Regions from separate parts of the Zea mays genome. Here region 2 is linked to region 1. Evidence: chromatin contacts called from public Hi-C data. All regions are on one chromosome and are shown on one strand. Each heading gives the region's core, a stretch centred on a gene start, on an enhancer-like site or on the middle of the called end of the contact. The rest is flanking DNA. Distances are from core to core; before and after follow the strand shown.

The links. A called contact is a pair of places that touch in the nucleus more often than the background predicts.
Region 2: a Hi-C map of ear shows a contact between it and region 1, with 2.1 times the contacts expected there. The contact joins the promoter of LOC100273782 here to the promoter of LOC100501153 in region 1. A contact is called at or near these places in 4 of 25 Hi-C or Micro-C datasets (bundle sheath, ear, endosperm and 1 more).

Annotation. Positions count from the first base shown.
Region 1 is chr3:191,929,199-191,934,161 of Zm-B73-REFERENCE-NAM-5.0, forward strand. It overlaps LOC100501153 (F-box protein), which reads right to left and starts at 2,561. Exons shown (of 2, transcript NM_001195951.1): 1 at 2,262-2,561; 2 at 591-1,953. The coding sequence starts at 1,808. The coding sequence ends at 756.
Region 2 is chr3:192,118,887-192,124,431 of Zm-B73-REFERENCE-NAM-5.0, forward strand. LOC100273782 reads left to right here and starts at 2,148. Exons shown (of 8, transcript NM_001148185.1): 1 at 2,148-2,649; 2 at 3,533-3,706; 3 at 4,036-4,193; 4 at 4,281-4,428; 5 at 4,795-5,049. The coding sequence starts at 2,191.

The DNA of each region.
Region 1 (4,963 bases), core at 1,311-3,810:
CAAACATCATTTCGTTCATTTAGCTGTGATGATAGTATATTTGGAACCTAATATTAGATGCACATAAAGATATTTACGATTGATCTTGTATTCTTTGCAGTTTGAACTATTGTAATTTCCAGCAGCATGCACCCTGGACTTAATGAGTGGATTTTTTGGCTATATCTCAAGAAAACACACATAAAAGAAGAAAAAACACCGAAACAGCCATAAGGCTCAAGTGCTCGGTTTTGAGAGACGAGAAAGGTGATGTTTTCAGTTTGAGTTAAGAGTGCAAATATTAACTTTAAGGGAGACAAAAGTATTTTGTAAGAATAGAGTAATAGACAATAACGCAATCGTGGACCGGTGAGTGGGCTTGGAATGATGCATGGGCTGGGCTCTTATTTGGCAGGGACATGAGAAGAACGAGACGACGAGAGTATACACACAACATGATTGATAACATCTACTTTGAACTGGGGTATATCGTATATTCAGGCAAGTGAAAGAGAGCGGCTTCTTTCTCAGGGATGACCAACATGCATTAGTAGGCAGCACTTCCATTGAGAAATGGAAACACGCACATACTTCGCGCTACACGTGTTTTTAGTAGGCACAAACTGCCACCGTGCACGAGACATCTCAATTCTCTACGCATGCTTACTTTAGGCATTAATCTGATATCATGTCCATCCGCTTCGATGACTATAGTGTATATACAAAGACCAGACAGACAGGAGTTCCTCATAAGAAGCACCAAAAAAACAAGGTCTCTAGAACCCATTCATCTCCAGGAGATAGGTGCGCCTCTTCATCAGCGCCTTCGCAGCAAACCTCAAGGGTCCATCGAACGCGCTTGAAACAAAGGCTTCAACTTCCTTGCGATTGCCATGACCATCGCTGGCAGGCTTGGTGACAAGCAAGGTTGCACCTTGCAGTGCCAAGCCACCAGGCAATTCGAGGTACTGAGCGTACTTCAGCTTCATGTTGCATGCCGGCACCTGCGTCCTGTTAGAACATGGTGAGGCTGACAATTGGTGTTCCCTGAAATCATTCAGCTGCTCTGCCCCCATGGAGAGTGCGCCCTGTCCCTCGGCATCTGCCAAGACCAGGCTCCTCAGCGTCGGATGGTCGTTGATGATCGACCGGAGAAGATAGTGCCTTGTCGACGCGGCAATCAAACAGCTGATAGTCCATACGACACGGAGTTTCAGCCCACCATTGGTATAGAAAGATTCTGGCATGCTTCCCTTGTCATCCGGTGATGGCTCATGCCCACTGCCAGCGGCCTTGCGATCAACCAAGGTTCCACCAAGGATCACGCAGCTCTGAAGTGTGCTGCCATATTCAGCCCGCCACTTCAGCAGAACCCCCTCCTCGACTGCAACATCTCCGGAGGGGAGCTCTACCTGAAGATTGCGAACATGGGAGAAGTTCTTCAGCACCTGCACCGGTGAATGCTGAGAGAGCTGAGGGAACAGCAGCCGCCCTGCGCTAATGGGGCTCCGCATGTCATGGAAGGGCTTGGCGATCGCGAACAGCATCATCTTGAATAGATGCGAGATGATGTTGTGGGGCTTCGGTGACGACAGGTTCAGAGCGTCATCGGCGCCGCCGTCCACGGTCACAACGTGGTCGATCTTGACACGCACATCATGGACGAGGAGAACCAGGCCACTGAATCGCTTGGACACGGCAGAGCACCTGCCGAGTGAACGCACGTCCTCGAGCTTGTTCAGGATCAGCAGCACAAGAGAATCGTGCAAGCAGTCGAATTGGTCAAACTCATGGACCGGGTCAGCGTGGATCCGAGCCTTGGCCTGCATCGCCCGGTTCAAAAGCCGTCTCTGCTCGCTTCTTCAGAAGATTGAGAAGGACCCTGAAATTGCTATGAAACAGCCGAATATTTTATTGCCGAAAATGGCGTGGGCCAGCTAATAAATCTTCAGGTCTACGAATTCAACCGGCTTCCTGAAACAAACAAAAGAGGCAACGAACTATAGTAAACAACGAATGTGACGGGGAAAGCAAGCTAAGCAAAATGAATCACGCAATTTTGATGTAGGAAACGAACACAACTAAACTATGAGCAAAGCCACATCACATAATTATATCAGATAGAACACGGAAATAATATCACTAAAATCGCCAGGCAGTACTACTTCTAAAATGTAAACAATGCTTGAACATGGTGGCAATCCATTAAAACTGAAAAGAGAATTAACTATGACTCGGCTGATACATAGATAGAACTTATCCAATAAGAGACAACGATTTACCTCAAAAAAGGTCACCGCGAGTGCAGCTACGGACACATCAAGAATCCGAAGTATTGTGCTGCTCCAATGGCCCGATCTATCGCGGGAAGCCAGCCGGATCCAGAGACGCCGAACCGGCCACCACAGCCAACGGCCCAAAAATCGGCGCCTTCACGCTGGAAAAATCAACGAATAGCTCACGGACTGGAGCACAGCTCAGTCTCGAGACCAAACAATCCGATTGCCGCTACGATTTGGGAGACCGGTTGACGAATTCAGGAGGAGGAAGGAGGGTTTCGAGCAGGCTGCAGGAGGATGCGGCCTTGGGGTGGGGGAATTTTTGGCTTTGGGCTTCGGGGACGGTTACCTTTTTTTAGTTTAGGGCGAGGAGAAACGCGCCGGCCGCTGGACGCGGCTTTAATACCAGTACTAGAGGTAGAGGTGTGGAGGGCAATGGTAGGATTCTCGGGGGAGGAAAAGCGCGGGCCCCGCCAGGGCGACATGATTCGTTCGTGCGTGATCCGCGACGGCGTGGCGGCTCCGGGACGGTGTTACGGGGATAAGACCGTCTCAAACGGCTCCACAGAGCGAAGGACTGACTGTATGAGCACTATAATCATTCTATATTTTAATTATGTTATTTTTATATTATTAATACTACATGTATCTCGTAACATAATAATAATATGTATTATAATAATATAAATATTATATTATTTTTAAAAATTTAAAATAATATAAAAATGTTAGAGAGTTACTGGTATAGATCTGTGTCACACGCGGGGGCGTTCCGGCATTATATTTCTCTTTAATATAAACATAAAATAAAATTGTGTATAAATGAGAGTTTGGACTCTAGTGGTGGGCTATATATTTATACCACCTAACTAGAACATATATTTTTTATGTCTTATTAAAATAAAGTCTACTCATATGATATATAGAATATGTGGCAATGCACAAAACCTGACTAGAAGACTATAAAAGCATCAATTTCGATGATTGTCATGTGTCACGCACGAAGCACGTAGGTTTATACCTTTACCAGTGGGTTGTTACCTAGATCGTAAAAACCACTCAAGCCTCTATTTATGGGTCGCTAACCCACAGGTAGGTTATGGAAAACTACCAAGTCCAACGCGATAGGAAGTCACGCGGCGCAACGCTCCCACGTAGTATCACTCCCGCTAGCTAAAGGAAGACGAGCGACTGAGCGAGTTATTAAAAAATGGGGATCATGCTTCTTTTCAACTCAGACCTTTCTAGACCTTTTAGCTAAGATAAAATGTAATTGTCGGGTATGGTAATTAGGGGTACCGATAATACACCCCTAAAACGCAATTAAAACCCTAAGAACACCACCAAAGTACAATCCCTGAGGTCGAAGGATCAAGAGACACACCTCGCCCGAGTTGGTTCTCGAACAGGGCGTGTTCTCAGGAGAATCTCTGTCCCGACCGAGGTCCTCTCACCCTAGGACAGCGGTGTTCGCCTCGCCCGAGCCTGCCTCGGGCAAGAAGGACAAGCTCAGGGCAAGACCCATCTGAAGTCTGCTGAGGGACAACCGCATTCAATGCGTATACCTAACCCACGAAGACCTGCAGGTGTACGGGAACAACAAGACCGCAGTCTTGTCAAAGATTCAGCAACTGTGATTATGCGTGCGACCACAGTACATGCACGCCGTATACCAACTTCGGATGGGACGCATAATACGACAGGGGCACACACTAGCCCTCGGGCGCAAACTCTGTCTCGCCTGAAGCGGAACTCACCCTCGGGGCAAAACTCCGTCTCGCCCGAGCTCGGCTACCTGCTCCCCCACAAATCCCACAGGAGACCACTCCATCAACCGTGGCGCACGTCTTCGAATCTCGGAACGAGTTCGGTCGCAGCCTCAGAAGGACTTCTGCCTCGCCCGAGCCTGGCTCTAACCTCGATATCCGCAACGGAGAACTCCCCAACATCATCAGGTACTGCAGAACCGACGCATCGCCTAAGAAGTTTTTCCCCATACTTAGCATTGTGTCAACCACTACGACATGGGCAACCCCTCACCAGGTGCTTGGGTACGTGACCGAGCCCTCGGCTCTCAGCAAAAACCAAGCAAGTGCAAGTCAACAACAAGTACAAGACCATACCACCGTCCACCGGCCATACCATCTACAGGATACGAAGACATCTCCTCGCAATATGCGGCCAACTCCCGTCCTCTAGGCTGCTCCCCCTGGCCTATAAATAGAACATACGTGTTGGTCACTTGTTCTCAAATGCTTCAGCTTGCTCGAAGGTGAAGACGCGAGATAGTGATTACAATTCATTGTGAATAGTACGGTGTTACTGTTCATCTATTTATAGGCACGAGACACAGCCCGAGTAAAAGTACATTTATGCCCCTGACATTCATCTATAATCATAACACGAATCATTAAGGACTAAGTAGTCTTTGTCTCTTTTCGGTCATCATCATACTTGGTCTTCGTTATCACATCAAGCCGAAGCTCTTCGGCTATAGCTCTGTCCATTATTGTCACCTTCGGGCTACATCTTCACCCTGCCATGAGAGAAGACCTTCATCCCGAAGCCGAAGCCTCCTGTAATAATCCATGTCATACTGAAAACATATGGTCAGTCATGTTTTTGAAGACCTTCGGAAGAAGGCCCCGAACAATACGACTACACTTCACAAGTCTTCTCCTCCACACGATATTGGCACTAGCCTC
Region 2 (5,545 bases), core at 898-3,397, 190 kb after region 1:
TAAGTATACAAATGATGCACTTATTCTAACAAACGCTCTAGTAGGTCCAGAGGATTACAATCGAGGTTATATACCATTGATTCATTTTTTAATATTACAATAAATAGTAGACAATTGAGATAAAGGATGATAACAGAAGACATGGACTTATGCCTTCGTTGCTGCCTGCGCTACTTGTTTCTAACGTCCAGAAAGAGCACTCCGTCCTAGTGCTTCAATATTGAAATTTGAAAGTGTTTTACGTAGCATCGTAGGCCTTACTCTCTGCCGAGGTCTCATCTTCGAGAGGAGCGACTATTGGAGCTCTAGCTAGACGCCCATGGGAAAAGGGTCTATCATGATTCGACTGATGGTTATCGAGACTATAAACTCCTACAGTTGAATGAATATATGTTCAAGAAACAATTATGATTCATGAGAATGTTAATAAATCTTTAGAATAAAAGCCTATTAACAAGAGTCTATAAACACGAAGGACCTGACGTGCTTAAGAAATCATCTTATCCAGCTGCCATCTCTCTCACTATGGTTGCAGACGCTTAAGACACCACCATGGTTTTTCTCGCTGCGCGCGCCATGCTAGCACACTAACATTACAAAATAACAATTGAGAACAAATGTTGTTCTATTTATTTGAATTACATGTTTTATAAAGGATGTCCATTGATGAATGAGTTGTATATCCTAGATCTTGATGATAAGCATGTTCATAACATTAAATATGAAGAGGCTTCGAACTGTTTATTTGAATCCCACTTTTATCTCACATATTATCGCTTAGGTCATATAAATAAGAAACACATAGAGCTGCTTCATAAAGATAGTGTTCTTAAGTCTTTTGATTTTGAATTATCCAAGATTTGCGAGTTATGCTTACTCGGCAAGATGACTGAGACACCTTTCACTAGTCGAAGTGAGAGAACAAGTGATTTGTTAGGTCTAGTAAATACTGATGTACATGGACCAGTTAATTTAGTAAAGAGAGATGGGTTTCAATACTTCATCATTTTTACTGATGACTTTGTAGATATAGGTATGACTTTGAAAAGTTTAAAGAATTTTAAAATGAGGTACATAAACAGTTGGGTAAAATAATTAAGTTTTTACAGTTAGATCATAGAGGCGATTATTTCAACCACAGTTTGACGATCACCTAAAACAATACAAAAGAACATTTGGTTTCACCTGGCATGCTTTAATGGAATGGGGGTGTCCGAGTAGAGGAGCCGGACTTTGCTACGCATGATTCGATCAATGATGAGCCAAATTGATCTTTTTGGTGTCCTTGTGGGGATGTGCTTTAGAAACTGTTGTGTTCGCACTAATAGACAAAGTTCTATCTAACGTAGTAATAAAATCTCATATAAGATATGTAGAAAACATCATGTATTATCCTTCCTTGAGATATAAGGTTGTTCGCAATAGATCGTGGAAAATAGAGAATTTACACTGTAGATTACACCGATTATACACCGATTAGATAGTAATTGAAATCAATTAGGTTGCGCTTTATGCATTGCTGGCTCACTTCTGTTATTAGGCATTGCCCTAGTTGGACCAATGAAAACGATGACATCGATAGAAACATATGAGCTACATGTTTAGTTAGGTATATATGTCATGTGAAAGCATCAAAGCACGCACGTATGCATACAATCGCACAACATTTTGCATGGACGCATCCTTGGTGCGTAATCACTTCGTGCATGCCGCTTTGTTCTGAATGAGCTCTGTTTTCTTTCTTACGCCATGCATCAATTTCATCTGTTGGCCATCTTCGTCAATCGCCATACTAATTGCAAGTGGGCGGTACACGATTTTCCATCAGATACATGTGGTGACATTCAACAATATACAGTAGCAGAAATGATAGTATAGATTGGATAAAAACAATAGGATCAATCTAAAAAACTTGAGGGCACTGTAGGACAGGACATGGTATGACACTGGTAGGAGCATGACACACAAAAGTGAAATGGAGGGTGCCTTTAAGCGCTGTAGAAGTTTTAAATGGGCTGTACTGGTTGATCAGCCCACAGGCCGACCGCCACTTGGGCCAAATGACACCTAGCCGCCGCACATACGAGGCGTCCTTCAATCCTTCTTGACAAGCAACAGCTAGTCCCAAACTGCCGACCAGCGATCACCTCTGGTGGGTCTCCAGTGAGTCACTGCTCACCAGTCACCGCCATGGCCGGGAAGCAGTTCCCCTCCCCGGCGCACTCGCGCTCCGCCTCAGCCTCCTCCCGCCGACTCCTCGCCGCCGTCGCCGCCTCCCTCATACTCCTCACAGCTTCCTACTTCCTCCTCCTCTCCCCATCCTCGCACCGATCCGCCCCAGCCATCCTCGCGAACCCTAGCGCCACCACATCCTTCCTCGCCTCCCTCGACCGCTTCCTCTCCGATCCGCATCCCTCTGCCTCCGCCGCCGCTCCCGTAGAACTTGACGCCGCGATCCGGGTCCAGGAGGATGCCCGTCTCTACGGGGACCCCACATGGCCCGCGCCGGCCGCGGGGCTGCTCAGGGTCTACGTTTACGAGATGCCGAGCAAGTTCACGTACGATCTTCTGAGGTTGTTCAGGGATTCCTACCGGGACACCGACAACCTCACGTCCAATGGGAGCCCCGTGCACCGCCTCATCGAGCAGGTGGGCGTGCGGTGAGATCGAATTGCAGTTTTCTTCCATCTTGCTTGCACCTTTGTTTAGCTGCGATGCTATGAGACGCGTACTTCGCAATTTGGTTGTATATACAGTGGCGGAGCTAGTATCTTTTAAAAGCCCCGGCGATTCTCATTATGCACAAAACTTATTTTTACATCACAGAAAACATATATTTTATCTAAAAAATATAAAATCTATACTGTTTGACGCAAACAAAAAATCCATTTACGCTTAGCCGATGGGCCCAGGTGGTCCGGCACTGGCTGTATACTGCGGTGAATCGTGACAACAGTAGGTGCTCTACCTGTAATGTTGAAAAAATTCAGCACATTGATTCACGCGGATTGTTTTCGGTTGGAACTGGGATACTTGTACAATCCTAGTCTCCTTTCTGATGTATCTGCTCTCTGATGCTTTGGAATTTGGGAGGCTTGGAGATGTTGCTGAACTGGGACCAGCGAAGCTACTGCTTTCAGAAATATGGCATTTTGACTAGTGAGATTTGATTTTTTGATATGGAAAGTTTCTGCTGTGAGGTGAATGTGAATTAGATTAGAGTACAATGGAGTATATTTTGTATTCTTAAACCAGTTTCAGAATTCCTTTTTCAGGCCACAAATGAATCTTTGCATTGTTTTGGTTGGCGAGGCAAAGTTCATACCAGAATCAATGCATTTTGATTTCAAAATTCCACGCTTTCTGGATTAAAAAATGATACATCTCTTACATGCTACTGTTTAAGGCATATTGTGTTACAGCTAATGATCATGTGTGTAATCATGTAATTAAATATCACATGCTTTTTAAGATATTGAACTTTATTCATCTGTCCACACAATGAAATTGCTTTTTGTGTTCACATTTTCAGCATTCTATTGACTACTGGCTATGGGCGGATCTCATCGCACTTGATTCACAGAGACTTTTGAAGAGTGTTATTAGGGTTCAGCAGCAAGAAGAAGCCGACATTTTCTATGTGCCATTCTTCACGACAATCAGTTATTTCTTGCTGGAGAAACAAGAATGCAAGGCACTTTATAGGGTCTGGGAGCATCTCTTAAGGTTTATTTTTCAGAAAATGTCTGTTTTAGGACACCCACATGGACAGTCTAGTGTTTATGACTTTATGTAGGAAAATTTGTTGATGAATTTAAATTTGACCCTTCCTGGCATTCAGTTATTGAAGAGTATTAGATTTGTTTGACCAATTATATCTGAGATTATAGTGACAGATAACATTGCTTGAGTTTGGTTCTATTGACAGTAGGAAAATCATTTAAGATCTTTATCTCTGTGTATGGAAATTACTTTATTGTTATTCACTTCAATTTATTCCAAGAGGAACTTATCATCATTACATCTTGATGTTAGGAAGCTTTGAAATGGGTCACAGATCAGCCTGCTTGGCAACGTTCAGAAGGCAGGGATCATGTCATTCCTGTTCATCATCCATGGTCATTTAAGTCAGTCCGGAGATCTGTCAAGAAAGCAATATGGCTTCTACCTGATATGGACTCCACCGGGAACTGGTGTGGTATTCATTGTTTGCCAGTTGCCACTTTACCTAGGAAAACTACTTGGATGCATCACTTATTCACTTTACCATCTTATTTCAGGTATAAACCTGGACAAGTATATCTAGAAAAGGATGTCATCCTTCCATATGTTCCAAACGTTGATCTTTGTGATCACAAGTGTGTATTAGAAACTCAATCCAAAAGGAGTATATTGCTGTTCTTTCGAGGAAGACTGAAGAGAAATGCTGTAAGTTTCTTGGTACCACTCCCTGGGTTTTGATTGTTTTAAATACATATGCATGCAAACATCCACTTTTGCTCGCCATATTCCCTTCGCAGGCCCTTAAGTCAAATCTCTCTAACTTTGACCAAGTTTATAAAAGAAATGCTCTAACAGTCCAACATCTGCAATGTGAAATTAGTTTTGTTAAATCAACTATATGCAATTCGTCTTGATAGTGCATTTATTTGGCAGTGTAGATGTTGATATGTTTTTCTAGGTCAAAGTAAGAAGTTTGACTTAGGACACAACTAAAATGACCTACATTTTGGAACAGATGGACTATGTTTATATGTATCTATTTTGTTGACCTTTTTGTATCTCTTATTATAGGGAGGAAAGATCCGCAGTAAACTTGTAGAGGAACTTAAAAGTGCAAAAGACATAGTTATAGAAGAAGGTTCTACTGGAGCTCAGGGAAAAGCAGCAGCTCAGGATGGCATGCGCAAGTCTTTCTTTTGCTTGAGTCCGGCTGGGGATACCCCATCTTCTGCTCGCCTGTTTGATGCAATCGTTAGTGGTTGTATCCCAGTTATAATTAGTGATGAACTGGAGCTTCCATTTGAAGGAATACTTGACTATAGGGAGGTAAAGATGGCAATCCGAGCAGCTTTTAATATCATTCACTAATGTCATACATTGATCAATCTCTTCTCATAGTTAGTAGTAACTAGTAAGGTATTTCAGGATAGGCACAAACCCAAAATTTGATTTGCTGCAAAGAAAATGAGGGACCTTTTGGTAGTTGTGCCCCTTAATCTAAAGAAACACTGTATCTCAGTACCCTTAACAGTAGAATTTAAAACCGGTGGTTGCATATTTATTGATAAATCAATAGTTCTGGTATTCTGTTCTCCATGGCTACTGATGATTTAAAAGTTAGACAGTAGTGATCTCTTTCTTCTGACATTTATAGACCTCAGGTATGATCAGTTCTTTAAGGAGCCGATAAAATATAGCTCAACTGGTCAAATTATCCTCATGTAGCTATGGTGCGGACGTGCGGTGCTTTATCTCTTTATTTAATTATTTTAATTGCATGTTTTATTAGCTAGTTATTGGAGTGGTTAAAAGTGGGATCACG